Regions from separate parts of the Mus musculus genome. Here region 2 is linked to region 1. The links are chromatin contacts, called in public Hi-C maps. All regions are on one chromosome and are shown on one strand. The core of a region is the stretch at or near the end of the contact, and the rest is flanking DNA. Distances in the headings are between cores, read along the strand shown. Region 1 overlaps Hk2 (hexokinase 2). Region 2 holds the start of Mrpl53 (mitochondrial ribosomal protein L53).

Region 1 (6,832 bases), core at 1,372-3,871:
CTGCCTTCAGAAAGCAATCCCACTCATACCAAGTGACTGGAGAACACTTATGCTGTCTGGAAAGCAATACAGAGCTGCCTCATGGAGTCTCCAGGGGACCCTTCTGTTCCCAGCCCCGGCTTGCTCACTCACTGGGGATGTTTCTTGTAGACAGAGCCATCCACGCCGATGGTGGAGCGGAGTCGCTCCTCGCCCTTGTTCTCTTTGATCCGCCACAGCACCGCGGCCAGGGTGGCTGCACACAGGCTGGCTGAGCGCGTGGACACAATCTGGCAGATTCGGTGCGTGGCCACACAGTCCTCCTGCAGCGGGCTCAGACCCAGGCGCACCAGGATCTGGTAGGCCTTCTGAATTCCGTCCTTATCGCTGGGAAACAGATAGGGTGTGAGCAGTGTTGAATTCACTGTGGCCAGCAGTTCAAGGCTCCTCTCCCAGACCACCCACACCCGAGTATACACACACACACACACACACACACACAGAGGGAGGTCTGCTTTCTGTCGGCACTCTTTTATTTTCCACAAGGAAAACCTCGAAGTTCCTTTGTGTGTATCTTATAAAGACAAGACCCTGGTTTCGCCGCTGCAAATGGGGAGCAAGCGAGCATGTGGGTTCCTGCTCTCTGTTCCCCTCAAAGTATATGAATGGCAACCTTTGAGTACTTGAAGCCAGTGTGGACCCTACCTGTTGGCTCTCTGCAACGGCAAAAGCCAGTCTATGTCTGAAGACACGGGAAAAGGCTGGAGGTAGGGCCTGAGCCTCTCCTTGAGGAGCCCCATGCCTCTATATCACGCGCCTTCATCTCCCTTTGGGCTTAACAAAGGGCAGGCAGAACTGCTCCGAGGGTCCTCGTTAGCAAAGTTCTTTGAACTATTTCATTGCCCTTCTTTGCCACTAAAACTACTTCCTCGCTCCATCACGTCCCTGAAACTATAAGACCCCCTTCAATCAAGTAGAAATCTCAAGCGAGAACAGCAGATCTAAATCTTTGGAACATTGTTTAGTGAAAGCCTTTGCTCCCATTCCCGAGCTCACTGGGAAAAGCAAACCCTTGGCAAACACAAGAGCCCGAGTTCAATCCCCACAATTTATGTCTAAAAGAGGAGGTGGAGGCCGGTGGGCCCTTGGAGGCTCAGTAGTCAGTTAGCCTAGCTTACTTAGTAAATTCCAGGCCAGTGAGAAGTCTGTCTTAAAGGTAGACACTTTGCAGAACACATACCCAAGGCTTAACACACACACACACACACACACACACACACACACACACACACACACCTCCAAGCCATGCCTCTTATTTCCCTCCCAGTTCCTGCCCTACTCATGGAGACTTGGTAAGCAGAGAGGCAGTGGGCCCAGACACTTACTCTTCAATATCCGAGACATCTTTGGTCTCGAAGGAGCCAGTGGTAAGGAGCTCTGGGCTGAGTTTCCCTTGGAACAGCAGCTCGGCCTTGGCCATCTTCACCAGGATGAGTCTGACCAGCTCCCCCATGTACATCCCGCTGATCATCTTCTCAAACCTGCAGAGACAGACCAGTGACGTCCCACCATCAACAGATGTACACCCTCTCTCCTCCAGAGGAGGGCAAACACGCATAGCGAGACTCTGTCTCAAGAAAAAATGTATCAAAGCAACAACAACAAGGCTTACAGAGGTTCCCAATAGGAAACAAGGTGGCTATAAGTAGATCAAGGTACAGATCTTCCCACTCATCCACTGACACTGCCTTCCCCAATTGTGAATTCAAGAAAATGGGTGACAATAACCTGGCAGAGGCTAGGAGGTGGTCAGGCACGTCTTTAATCAGCATTTGGGAGGCAGAGGCAGTTCAAGGCTAGCCTGGTCTTTAAAAAAAAAAAAAAAAGCCAGTAAGTAACCTGGACAGAGATTGGGGTAAAGTTCCAGGGCAGGCTAAAAGAGGGCTCAAAAATCTTGTGGTGAGCCGGGCGGTGGTGGTGCATGCCTTTAGTGCCAGCACTTGGGAGGCAGAGGCAGGTGGATTTCTGAGTTCGAGGCCAGCCTGGTCTACAGAGTGAGTTCCAGGACAGTCAGGGCTACACAGAGAAACCCTGTCTCAAAAAACAAAACAAAAAACAAAAAGAATCTAGTGGTGAACGGGTTGAAAGCCAAAGGAAGAAATCAGGGCCAGCACTTAAGGAAGTCCAGTAGTTTAATTTTCCACCACTAGGTGGCACTCTTCTTTAGCGATTGCTCTTTTTGCCTGGGCCCACGTGACAGAAGAAACCAAGCCCTTCGGAATATCTTCTGGGTAAAGAAAACCCCTTGATGTCTCATAAAGGATCAGAGTCTAACAGACAGGAAGCATAATGGGCTGTGTACTAACTAGGATGGGCCACACCACCCAGGAGGCCCAGCAGGGGTGTGGCACAGAACACCTAACAGAAACTGAAAACCGGGCCCTCAATCAGCAAGATGGGACTTGCTCATAGTAAAGGAGCACTGGCAACGTGGTTCCAGACACCAGCTATGCCAACATTTAGGAGGTTGAGGCAAGAGGATCAAGTTTCAGGCTAGCCTAGGCTACACGGTGAGACCCTATCTCAAACATTAGAGAAATGGTTCTACGGTTCAGAGTGAGGACCACTCTGGCAGAACAAAATTTGATTCCCAGCACTCAGGACTATGTGTAATTCTAGTTTCAGGGGCCCTCTTCTGGCCTCCCCAACATGCATACAGCGCACTTAAAGACATGCAAAAAAGTCACTGATGCTCATAACGTGAATAGATAAATGGGAGACAGGGGACGCATGCCTTTAATCCCAGCACTAAGGAGGCAAAGGCAGGCAGATCTCTGGGAATTGAGGCCAGCCTGGTCTACAAATTGAGTTCCAGCACAGCCAGGGCTACACAGAGAAACCCTGTCTCAGAAGGAAAAAAAAAAAAAGTCAAGGTCATCTCAGAAAGTGAGTCCAAAATCAGCTAGGGTCACAGGAGAAGCTGTCTCAAAAAGCAAAAACCCAAAGTTCCAACACAGCAACTATTTCTGATAAGTAGCAACCCGGCTTCAGGCTTCAGCACTGCAGAATTCCAACGTCTACATGACGCTGTCCTTCGTCAGTGGCTCTTTACAACAATGACTGCCCAGCAGGACTTCAGGGTCACCCCAGTGGATAGTTTGGAAGACTCCCTTCCAATCACTGTCAGTCATCTATGGCTAAGCCAGTGCGGTTGCTCATTTTATCTTTGGACTCTCCCAAGGACACGTGGCTCCTCACAGGGACTTGGGTTCATCCCACTGAGGGAAGAGGCACTGAGTGAATGGCTTCCCAGCTAATCTCTCAGCACCCACAGCAGACACAACCACAGGATCCTAAAGGAAGTGAAAGAGCAGAGACTCACATCTCAACACGGAGGGGAGAAGCCTGTGACTTAAGGGAAGGCTCCCCATCTCCTTTTCCAAATAGAGATCAGAACTAAGTTTTTCTAAAACACTCACGGCACCACGAGAACCACAGAGATAAATGGTTCATTGCTCAAAATGGTTTTGCAACTGCTGTTTAGCCCTTGCAGCAGCTGCCAATCCTGTTTCAAGATCTTCCACAGAGAAGTTTTGCAAATTCGAGAAAATAAGGTTGTGTAAGAGTCGAAAGGAGGGCCAGTGAGATGGCTCAGCAGGGGCTGCTCTTGAAAAGAACCCAGATCCAATCAATACCCAGCACACACATGGTGGTTCACAACCATGTGTGACTCCAGTTCCAGGGGAGCCAATGCCCTCTTCAAAATCTCCAGTCACCAAGTACACATGAAGAAGAAAAGAAATACAAAGCCTTAAAAAAAAGAGCCAAAAGTAACAAAAAATAAGACTGGTGCATATAAGATTCAGGGTACAAAATGCTAAGCTTTTGCCTCCAATTTTCCCTAGGTCATAACTGGCCCAGAGGCCTAGTGTGAATGAAGACACAAGGCCTGGGACTCTGAATAAGCGGTGATTTAAAAAAAAAAAAAAAGTCAACACAGGGTAGCACATCTTTAATCCCAGCACTTAGGAAGCAGAGGCAGGTGGGTGTCTGTGAGTTTGAATCCAGCTTTCGTCTACCTAGTCAGCTCCAGGCCACCAGAAACTAAACAGTGAGACCCCGTCTCAAACAAAACAAAAAGCCAAATCAAGGCCAGGCTTGTAACTCCCTTGGTAGTGTTTGCTCAGGGTTCAATTCCCATCATCAAATAATACCAGCTACTTGCTGCAATCTTGGCATCCAGGCAGTGATGGGCCAAAAGCCACAAAACAGTGCCTTTAAGAGCCTCATCTTGCCGGGCAGTGGTGGCACATACCTTTAATCCCAGTACTTGGGAGGCAGAGGCAGCAGAACTCTGAGTTTGAGACTAGTTTGGTCTACAGAGTGAGTTCCAGAACATCCAGGGCTACCCAGAGGGCTGCTGACCAAGACTCTGTATTGAGAAGAACCCAAGCAAAAGCATGACCACCCGAAGGGCTTCTCTCTGCTTTCAGCCCCTTTGCAGTCTTATGATCATGACCATTCCCACAACTCGTGTGCCTCCACAACCCTTTGGGGATAATGCAAAGGAAGCGTGGAGACAAGCCCTTGCTGTGTGTGGCAGTCCCCCCTCAGCTCCACACCCTATCCACTCACCCACCCACTCACCCCAAAGGAAGATGCTACTTACAGCTGCTTCCCAGGGTTCAGTGAGCCCATGTCGATCTCTCTGTCAAACTCAGTTCGGATGTCATTGAGTGTACCGTCGTCCCCAAAGGCCCCCCACTCCATGTTGATGCACATCCGTCCCTCGTCGCCCTCCACCATGTCAATGTGACGCATCTCCTCCATGTAGCAGGCATTACTGCCAGTACCTGATCAAAGGAAGAAACTGTTCAGTGCCAAGTGGGCTATCTATCGTCTTAGCAGCCTCCCTCTTCACTGCTTGTAGAAGTCTGCCTAGGGGCTGAGATTCCTCACGGCAGCCTCCTGGGACAACACAACATGATGGCCAGATCTCTTGTACACTGCTTAACCCTGTAAGTCCCGGCATGGCCTAAAGTAGCTGCATCGCTATCTTCGCACATCAGGAGAAAACACCCAAGCTAATGATTAGTTCAAACAACTATGGCCCTCACACCAGGGTCTCACTCACCCACAATGAGACCAATCTCGCAGTTCTGATCATCATAACCACAAGTCATCATGGTCCCAACCGTGTCATTCACCACAGCCACAATGTCAATGTCAAAGTCCTGCAGGGGAATCAAAGGGCCTTCATCATCACCAGGGGAAGACGGGTATGAAGACAAGTGTGAAGATGGAGAAAGAGCAAGACACACCATGCAAGTATGCTACTAACCCAATCCATGGCCACGCATGGATAGCAGTGGGGATCACCCAGGTGCCCCATCCACCTATTCTCCATTTGTCTTCACCAATAAGGACCATTTTCCAGACAGCAGAATGGATTGAATTCATCTTATTGCTTTCTCCCCCTCACACACAACTGACAGACCTAGCCTACCATCCCCTGCTTCATTCCCCACTCATGTCAATCATGCCGACATCCCTACTTGACAAGGAGAATCCTGAGGCTAAGGACCAAAGTGTGTTTCTTGCACCAAAGGCCAAAGGCCAAAGTTACTGTCCATCAAGCAAATTTCAAATCCCCAAAGGTATCTGATCACATACAAAAGTCACAGGCCAACATGGCAGGGATACTGAATACATATCCTTAAGCTCTACAAAACCATGTCCTATAGAGTCCAGAGACAGACAGGGAAGGATCTCAGATAGCCTGGGGACCCTGAGCTCCCACCCACTACTCACCCCTCTGCGCTGGATGGCCTTCCGGATCAGATCCACCACATCTCTGCCTTCCACGCCACTGGACTTGAACCCCTTAGTCCATGAGACCAAGAAACTCTAGAAGAGGGCCAAAAAATAATGATTTCCCACAGCTGCGACAGCAACATTCTAACAAGTCCTCAGCAGAGCCCTCTACCTCAGGCCTAAAGTCATGATTAAATTTATACATTGTCTCCTAACTAGCCCAGGAAGGAGGAAACTCAGCACACACACACACCCCAACCCCGCCCAAACTCCAGGACAGAAGAGTGCATATATGAGTTTTACTGTGATTCCCTGCCCAAGAAGTAGAAAGAAGCAGTAAATAGTGTGTGTGTGTGTATGTGTGTGTGTATGTATAGTGTGTGTGTGTGTGTGTGTGTGTGTGTGTGTGTGTGTGTGTATGTATAGTGTGTGTGTGTGTGTGTGTGTGTGTGTGTGTGTGTGTATCCTTGTATTTCTGCTCCTCCTGCCTCTACCTCCTGAGGCAGGGGTTTCAGTAGGTACTACTGTGGCCAGTTTATGTTGTGCTGGGGACAGCCCCCTCGGCTCTGTGTGCGCTAGGCAAGCACTCTACCAAATGAACACAGCCCCAGCTTCTTGGGTATCTTCCTTTCATCCGTGGGTCTTTCTCATAGCACTTTAGATCAAAGAAGATCTTAATTCTGCCAACATGGACAGGATACCACAAAGTATGTGGGGGAGGGGCAGAACACCACAGCCTCTCCTACTCCATCACCACCCTCCACACCTACACATAGCACATACATATAGCTTCCCAGAAGGACGTAAGTCTCAGTACTGAAAGCTCACATGCAAAATCCCCTCATCGCCACTGCCCCCACAGCTGCAGGTGGCTCAGGAGTCCCCTTCCGAGAAAGCATCTCGACCCGCCATACCTCATCCAGTTTCGTCTGGTGGCAGGGGAACGAGAAGGTGAAACCCAGCGGGAGCTTCTTCTCTTTGATCTGTAGCTTGTCCATGAAGTTGGCCAGGCATTCGGCAATGTGGTCAAACAGCTACG
Region 2 (6,832 bases), core at 1,693-4,192, 370 kb after region 1:
CGGGGATCATATATCCACGTCTTTTTCCATTTTCTTTTGTTTTTTATTCCCCCATCCTTTTCCTTTCTTGACTCTAATGTAAGAGTCAGCTCAAGCTGGCCTCATGGAACTTGTCATCCTCCTGCTTCAGCATTCCCAGCCCTGGGGTCACAGGCATGTGCCACTATGCTCAGGTCACAGAACTTCTGCCAAATGCCCCATTTTTTTAGATTCTCCAAAAATCTAAAGCCGGGCGTGGTGGCGCACGCCTTTAATCCCAGCACTTGGGAGGCAGAGGCAGGCAGATTTCTGAGTTTGAGGCCAGCCTGGTCTACAAAGTGAGTTCCAGGACAACCAGGGCTATACAGAGAAACCTTGTCTGGAAAAAACAAAAAAACAAACAAACAAAAAAATCTAAACAACACAACCTTGTTATCACCATCTTCTTCCCACCCCATTTTTTAAAAAAAGATTTATATATGCAAGTACACTGTAGCAGTCTTCAGACACATCAGAAGAGGGCATCGGATTTCATTACAGATGGTTATGACCCACCATGTGGTTTCTAGGAATTGAACTCAAGACTCTAGAGGAGCATTCATTCAGTCACTGAGCCATCTCTCCATCCCCTGGCCATTGAGCTTCTAATACTCTGATTCTACTTTCCAAATGCTGGGAGTCTAGCCGCATGCCCAACACGCCTGACTTGTCATGTGCCTTTGATTACTAAGGAAACCTCTAATCCTAGGTACTGTGCATGGTTTAGGTCCAGACCTCCTTAGAAAATGCCCATGCTCCCACAGTGAGGCATCAGGGTTTTACAGATGCCCACACTGAGACCTCAGAGAGAGAAACACCATTCCCAGTCTAATAGACTAGCCCTTCTTACTTTCTTCCTCCCCATACAGCTCCTGCCCAAAGAATCACTGGGTCTGTTTGTCCAAGAATGCCATAAACAAGCCACACAAGGCTTCAAGCTCCACATGCCGAGGGGTCGATACTGGAGACTTCGATTGTGTCCTGGTAATTTTTCTTTCTTCCTGGTGCTGGAAATGAAACACAAGATTTCACACAAGCTAGACGAGCAAGCCTTGCTGAGTGAGCTACAACCCCCAGCCCACTGTCTTGGTAATCTCTCACTTCCACCTTTCTCCTTCGGGTTCCTGGTATAAATGGTCCAAGCCCTCCCCAGTTGTGGCTCCACACCACTGTCAACATCTTTGTCCTTACCCTTTGTGCCCTTCCTTCCCTCTGGAGCCCACTGGACTTCTGCAGTCTCTCCATCTGTCTTTTCTCTTGTCTCACTCCAGAACCTCCCAGTGACCCTAGTGAGTACGCTCGGATAGTGGTCTACTCTGTGTTGGAGCCTGTGTTGCAAGGACTTCAGGGATTGCCACCTGAAGCCCAAGCCCCTGCCCTCGGCCAGGCACTGACAGCCACACTGGGCGCCTGGCTTGACCACATCCTCACCCATGGGATCCGGTTCAGGTATGAAGGAAAGATGCTAGTGGCAGAGGAAGAATGCCAAACAGGGAAAATGGAGACCATTTGGGCAGAGCAGTCTGGGGAGGCAGAAGTGTCTGGTGGCCACATTGTACCTGGACATCTAGCCTGCAGGGGGCGCTGCAGCTCAAGCAAGACTTCGGAGTGGTCAGGGAGGTTCTGGAACAAGAGCAGTGGGGCCTGTCGCAGGAGCTTCGCCAGACTCTGCTCTCACTCAGCATCTTCCAGCAGCTAGATGGGGCCCTGCTGTGTCTCCTGCAGCAACCCCTGCCCAAGAATCCAGTCCACAGAAGACCTCCCCGTTGCTGTGAGTTATCACCACTCCTCAACCCCAGGCTTTTCTAAGCCCTTCCAGGGGTGCTTTCGAACACCCACACCCAATCTCACCATTGCTTTGGCGTCAGCATTCCCCACCAACCTGCCGTCCACTCCTGCCTTCCCAGGTCTCTGTTATGAGGTCCAGACCACTGAACTGCCCACCAGCAGCCTCAACAGCCTGGAAAACTTGGCACCCCCTCTTCGTCTTGGAGTCTCCCCTGCCCAGAACACTCACCTGCTAAGCACCCTGGGGGGAGGAGGACGAGGAGGAGGGGGAGGGGGAGGACCAGGACCTAGTCCTGAGGCTTACCTGGTGGGAAACCAGCAAGCCTGGCTTGCCCTGAGGCTGCACCAACACCCACGTTGGCACCTGCCTTTTTTTTCTTGCCTGAGGACAAGTCCTGAACCCTAAGTTGACTAGGACCAGGGGTTGCAGATCATGCCCCAGACAAGGAACTGTATGCTAGAGAAGCTTAAACCTGGGTGCTTGATAAAACATGTTCATAAACTAGAGTCCAGAATTGAACCCCCAGATCATCCTAGGATCTGCAATCCAGAGTAATAGGCAAACTACAGCCTGAAATCTGGATGTCGGAAACAATGAAGACATCTTGGAGCTAAAACTAGAAGGGGTCTACAGGGCTAGCGCTCAGGAGACAGGCAAACCTTGCTTTCTCTCGAATCCCAGGAGCAAAGCGAAAACTGATTCATGAGGAAACACAGACAAAGCAGACATTTCTACACGTGGAGGGCAGTCTTACCCCTTCCCCGTCTCTGTTTCTAGTCATTAGGCTGTAGGGCCTGGACATTTAAGCCTTGGCTGTTGCTACAGGGGCAGGGCTTGCCTTCTGCTGGGTGGACAGTCCCCGCAGTGACATCCTTTCCAAGGAAGGAGCCAGGATGTGGGGTGGTGCTGACCTAGATCTCGCAGGCAGGACCCCGAGGGAGAGGGCTGAAGGACGTTTTCCTGCGAAGGGGATTTTGCACATTCACTGCTTATGCTGTGTGGCACAGAACACTGCTAATGGCTGAAGTATTCGCGGGTGGCCCCGGAGGTCAGCCGCGCGAAGTACCGCGGAGCCGCCGGAAGCGGTCCGTTCCAATAAACCGATCCCCAGTGCTACTCCTTCCGGGGTGGAGGTAACCATGGCGGCGGCTTTGGCTCGGCTCGGACTACGGCCGGTCAAGCTGGTTCGAGTTCAGTTCTGCCCGTTTGAGAAGAACGTGGAGTCCACGAGGTACGGGTTCTGGGGAGGTGGGAGGCGTCCGTGTTCCCCACGCGTGCGCGCGCACCCTCGTCCCGGCTCCCTGGTCCCCCGGACGCGCTCACGCTGCCCTCCGGCCGCAGGACCTTCCTCCAGACGGTGAGCAGCGAGAAAGTCCGCGCCACCAACCTCAACTGCTCTGTGATCGCCGACGTGAGGCACGACGGCTCTGAGCCCTGCGTGGACGTGTTGTTCGGTAAACCTGGTAGGGACGCGGGTGGGCGAGGGCAGATCGCCGCCATAGCCCTGCATAGTCAGGGTCCCTAACTCATCGGTTTGCATCTCCCCCAGGAGATGGGTATCGGCTGATTATGCGCGGTGCCCACCTCACCACTCAGGAAATGTTAAGTGCCTTGGCCTCCCACATCCGGGACAGGAACGCCGCGGCAGCATCTGCACCGGGCGCAGACAAGGTCGCCCCGGGTACGAGTACCCGCCGCTGATATGGCAGAAGAGTCCAACAACCAAATGTTAGCTTGAATCTAAAGACAGTGAGTGGTCTGAGAAGACCTGGGCTTTAATCACTCAAAATGCTGCATGGAGCTCATGATACGGAGCAAGAACACTAACAACAGGGCTTCTGGGGCAAGATAAGTAAGTTTGGGTGGTGAAGGGCCCCGACAAATTGGAATTTTTCTTTCTCAGTGTTTAACTTTATTTGGATCTGTCAACCAAGTACATTTTAATTAAATATTTATTGCCAAATGAATGCTATTTTTCTCAGGTTGTTTACTTGGATTTTGAGAGAGGGTCTTACCATGAGCTAACCTGAAACTTAGTAAGAAGACCAAGGTGGCCTAGAAATGTGAAAGCATTTTTCTGCTTCAGGCTCCTCAGTGCTGGGATTCTAGACAGCCACCACCCTCAGCCTACAGTACTCATCTTCCTTAGTAGTGTTGTCTACTCTTCATTCACTCTCATGGAACCACCCATTCTGTCATAATTTCAACTACTCAGGATTTAAACCCTACCTTTTTATTTGGTTCTAACCCCATCTTCTATGATTAGCTACTGCCAATTTCCCCCATATGCCACCAACATTCTTTCCTTCAAGTGGAACGGTCACTTGGCTCTTCTGACTTCCTGCTCAGCCTTCTAGGCTAGAAATGTAGTGTTTCCTCTCCTATCCCTTCCCTTTCTCCGTAGATCCAACCAGTCTGTCTGCACTGAGGGGAAAGAGAGGAGCCAGCCCCGTCTATTGGCACACACTATCCAGGCTACTCAGGAGGCCAGCCTGGTCTACTTATCGAGACCCTTCCATTCTCACTCATTTCCTGTACCACTTTTATTCTCCTGCCTGGTGTCATTTTCCCTTATCATTTTAGCTGCTATGAAATCTCATCCTTCACATGGGTAATAATGGCTTACTTCCCACAGTCCGGAAATAGTTTTTGGTTAACATCCATTAATGTGACCATGAAGTCATTTTAGAGGATCAAATGGCATAAAAAGTTATCCATTCGAGGCCAGAGGAGTAGCTTAGTGTTTAAGAGCACTAGCTACTCTTCCAGATGACCAGGGTTCAATCTCCAGTACTCACATAGCAGTTCACAACTGTAACTCCAGTTCTAGGGCATCTGACACCCTCTCACAGACATGCATGTAGGCAAGACACCAATGAATGCACATTAAAAATCAGAAAAAAAAGTCGTACAAAAAAAGTTATCCATGCATGCCATGTGTTATTTTTTTTTTAACTTTTAGTTTTTATACCTCTACCTCCCTTCCAACCTTTCTTCACCCTAATCCCTTCTGACACCCCAGCATTATGTAGGAGAGAAGATTAGAGGGGGAGGGGATATAGACCTCTATAGGCTACTTCCTGCTGATTAGGGTCCTTGGGTTCCTTGGGGCAAGTCCAGTCTTCATCATCAGAATATCCAGCAAATGCAGCCGCAGCAAGAGGGATCAGCAGCTGCAGCAGGCCCTCTCCAGAGTCCCCAGAATTAATCTCTCTGCAGCAGGTAAAAATCACACCCCTGCTAGTGCACAAGGCAGTTCATAATCACCGGCTGGGACACAGCTTCTTACCCCACACCTGGCACTAAAACATAACTGAATTTCTAAAGAAACCAACATTCTTACTACAGCCACAAGAGTATTCTTTTAAGAAGTTTTAGTTTTGAATAAATGACTGTATATTTTATAAATAAAGACACTCTAGCATATGTGTGTGTGTGTGTACACTGGGTTACGGTATCATTGTTTTCTTTTTGTGTATGTATATGTATGTAGGTGCACATGCCTGTGTTTGCAAATGTGGAAGCCAAAGGTTGTGTATTTTCCTTTACCATGTTCCATCTGTTTTGGATTTTTGTTATTGTTTTGTTTTGTCTTGTTTCCAGATAAAATGTCTCACTGAACCTGACCTTACTCTTTTCAGCTAGCCTAGCCAGCAAGCACCCAGAATCCCCTATCTCCATCCCCCAAGTGCTGTGGTTACAGGCATATATTACCCCACCTAGCCAGCAAGCACCCAGAATCCCCTATCTCCTTACCCCAGTGCTGCGGATGCGCCCTGGCCTTTTATGTGAGCATGCTGGATCCCAAGTCAGTTCATGCTTTCCCAGCAAGTGCTCAAATCACTGGGCCACCTTCCCAGCCCCTTTGTTTCTCACCTTGAATTACAAGAAGAGAGAAAAAAAAAAAAAAAAAAAAAAAAAAAAAAAAAAAAAAAGCCCACAGCCACTGCCAGAGAACTTAAGAATGCCCAGCTAAGAATAGCTATGTAGTTTACCAGATAACTCGGGCCCCACTCCCCAGCAATACTGTAATTCTTCCCTGCCTAAATGAGTAGTAGAGGCTCTCTCGCTGCCATCCTTTAAGAAAGACATCTCCCTGAAGGCCTGGGGTGTGTGCTGCAGGATATTTGGCCATTCTGTGAACCCCAAGATTGTGTTACTTACTGGAAAATACTGGAATACTGGAAAATAGTTGTGGTGTGGCTCAGCCTTAGCATACACCTTTAATCCAAAAGCTTTCTGAACTATTGTAAACAAGATTAAAGTCAACTGTAGGTCAAGAAGTAGAGCAAGCAACCACAGGCCCAAGTGTTGTCAGGAAGTGAACATGGGCTTATTAAGAAAAAATGATAGAGAGAAAGAGTCAGGGGAACAGATAGACACACAGGAAGTAGAATTGCTTGAGACTGTGAGAGAGGGTCATTCCCGGTGAGACTTAGGCTGAGGAGGAAGGTCTGCTGGGTGTTTTCTCTGTCTCTCAGCTAGCAGGCTTTAACCCTAGCATCTGGCTCCCAAGTCTTCACTGGTAAAATTGAATGAGTTTTTGTTAAAAACAGCAGGTGTCAGGCTGGAAAGATGGCTCAGTGGTTAAGAGCACTGACTGCTCTTTCGAAGGTCCTGAGTTCAATTTCCAGCAACCACATGGTGGCTCACAACCATCTGTACAGCTACAGTGTACTCATATACATAAATAAATGAATCTTAAAAACAAAAACAGAGCTGGGCGTGGTGGCACATGCCTTTAATCCCAGCACTCGGGAGGCAGAGGCAGGTGGATTTCTGAGTTCGAGGCCAGCCTGGTCTACAAAGTGAGTTCCAGGACAGCCAGGGCTATACAGAGAAACCCTGTCTCAAAAAACAAAACAAAACCAGAACAGCTGTCAATCCCAGTCAGCTCTGCCCTTAAGTAGTTATGACATGGGACAGATAAATCTGTCACTGTCCACTCTCATTTGTCAAATAAGAATAGTATAGGCTTGTCCACCTATCTAAAGGTTCTGTGTTGGTTCCATTAACTTAGGAATG

Evidence for each region. A called contact is a pair of places that touch in the nucleus more often than the background predicts.
Region 2: a contact with region 1 is called in a Hi-C map of Th1 cells, with 4 times the contacts expected there. The contact joins the promoter of Mrpl53 here to the enhancer-like site in region 1. A contact is called at or near these places in 4 of 39 promoter capture datasets (the 3T3-L1 cell line, the HPC-7 cell line and hippocampal neurons), 4 of 484 Hi-C or Micro-C datasets (the HL-1 cell line, Th1 cells, cerebellum and 1 more), 3 of 115 datasets of contacts at active chromatin or transcription factors (extraembryonic endoderm stem cells, microglia and pancreatic cancer cells) and 3 of 9 other capture datasets (adipose tissue, liver and macrophages).

Annotation. Positions count from the first base shown.
Region 1 is chr6:82,738,155-82,744,986 of GRCm38.p6, forward strand. Hk2 (hexokinase 2) reads right to left here. Exons shown (of 18, transcript NM_013820.3): 4 at 6,708-6,827; 5 at 5,791-5,886; 6 at 5,114-5,213; 7 at 4,649-4,832; 8 at 1,365-1,520; 9 at 133-366. Among named protein-coding and RNA genes, the nearest start is that of Gm32480, 26 kb to the left of the region's middle. Within about 2 kb of position 2,622, at least 121 of the 459 cell types and tissues checked have an H3K27ac peak or open chromatin away from gene starts, as enhancers often do. A contact at or near this core is called in the HL-1 cell line, Th1 cells, adipose tissue and 2 more, where this site is marked.
Region 2 is chr6:83,106,166-83,112,997 of GRCm38.p6, forward strand. It overlaps Mrpl53 (mitochondrial ribosomal protein L53), which reads left to right and starts at 2,943. Exons shown (of 3, transcript NM_026744.3): 1 at 2,943-3,038; 2 at 3,149-3,261; 3 at 3,357-3,767. The coding sequence starts at 2,947. The coding sequence ends at 3,508. It overlaps Ccdc142 (coiled-coil domain containing 142), which reads left to right. Exons shown (of 9, transcript NM_001081266.1): 6 at 888-1,002; 7 at 1,290-1,467; 8 at 1,590-1,789; 9 at 1,926-2,956. The coding sequence ends at 2,212.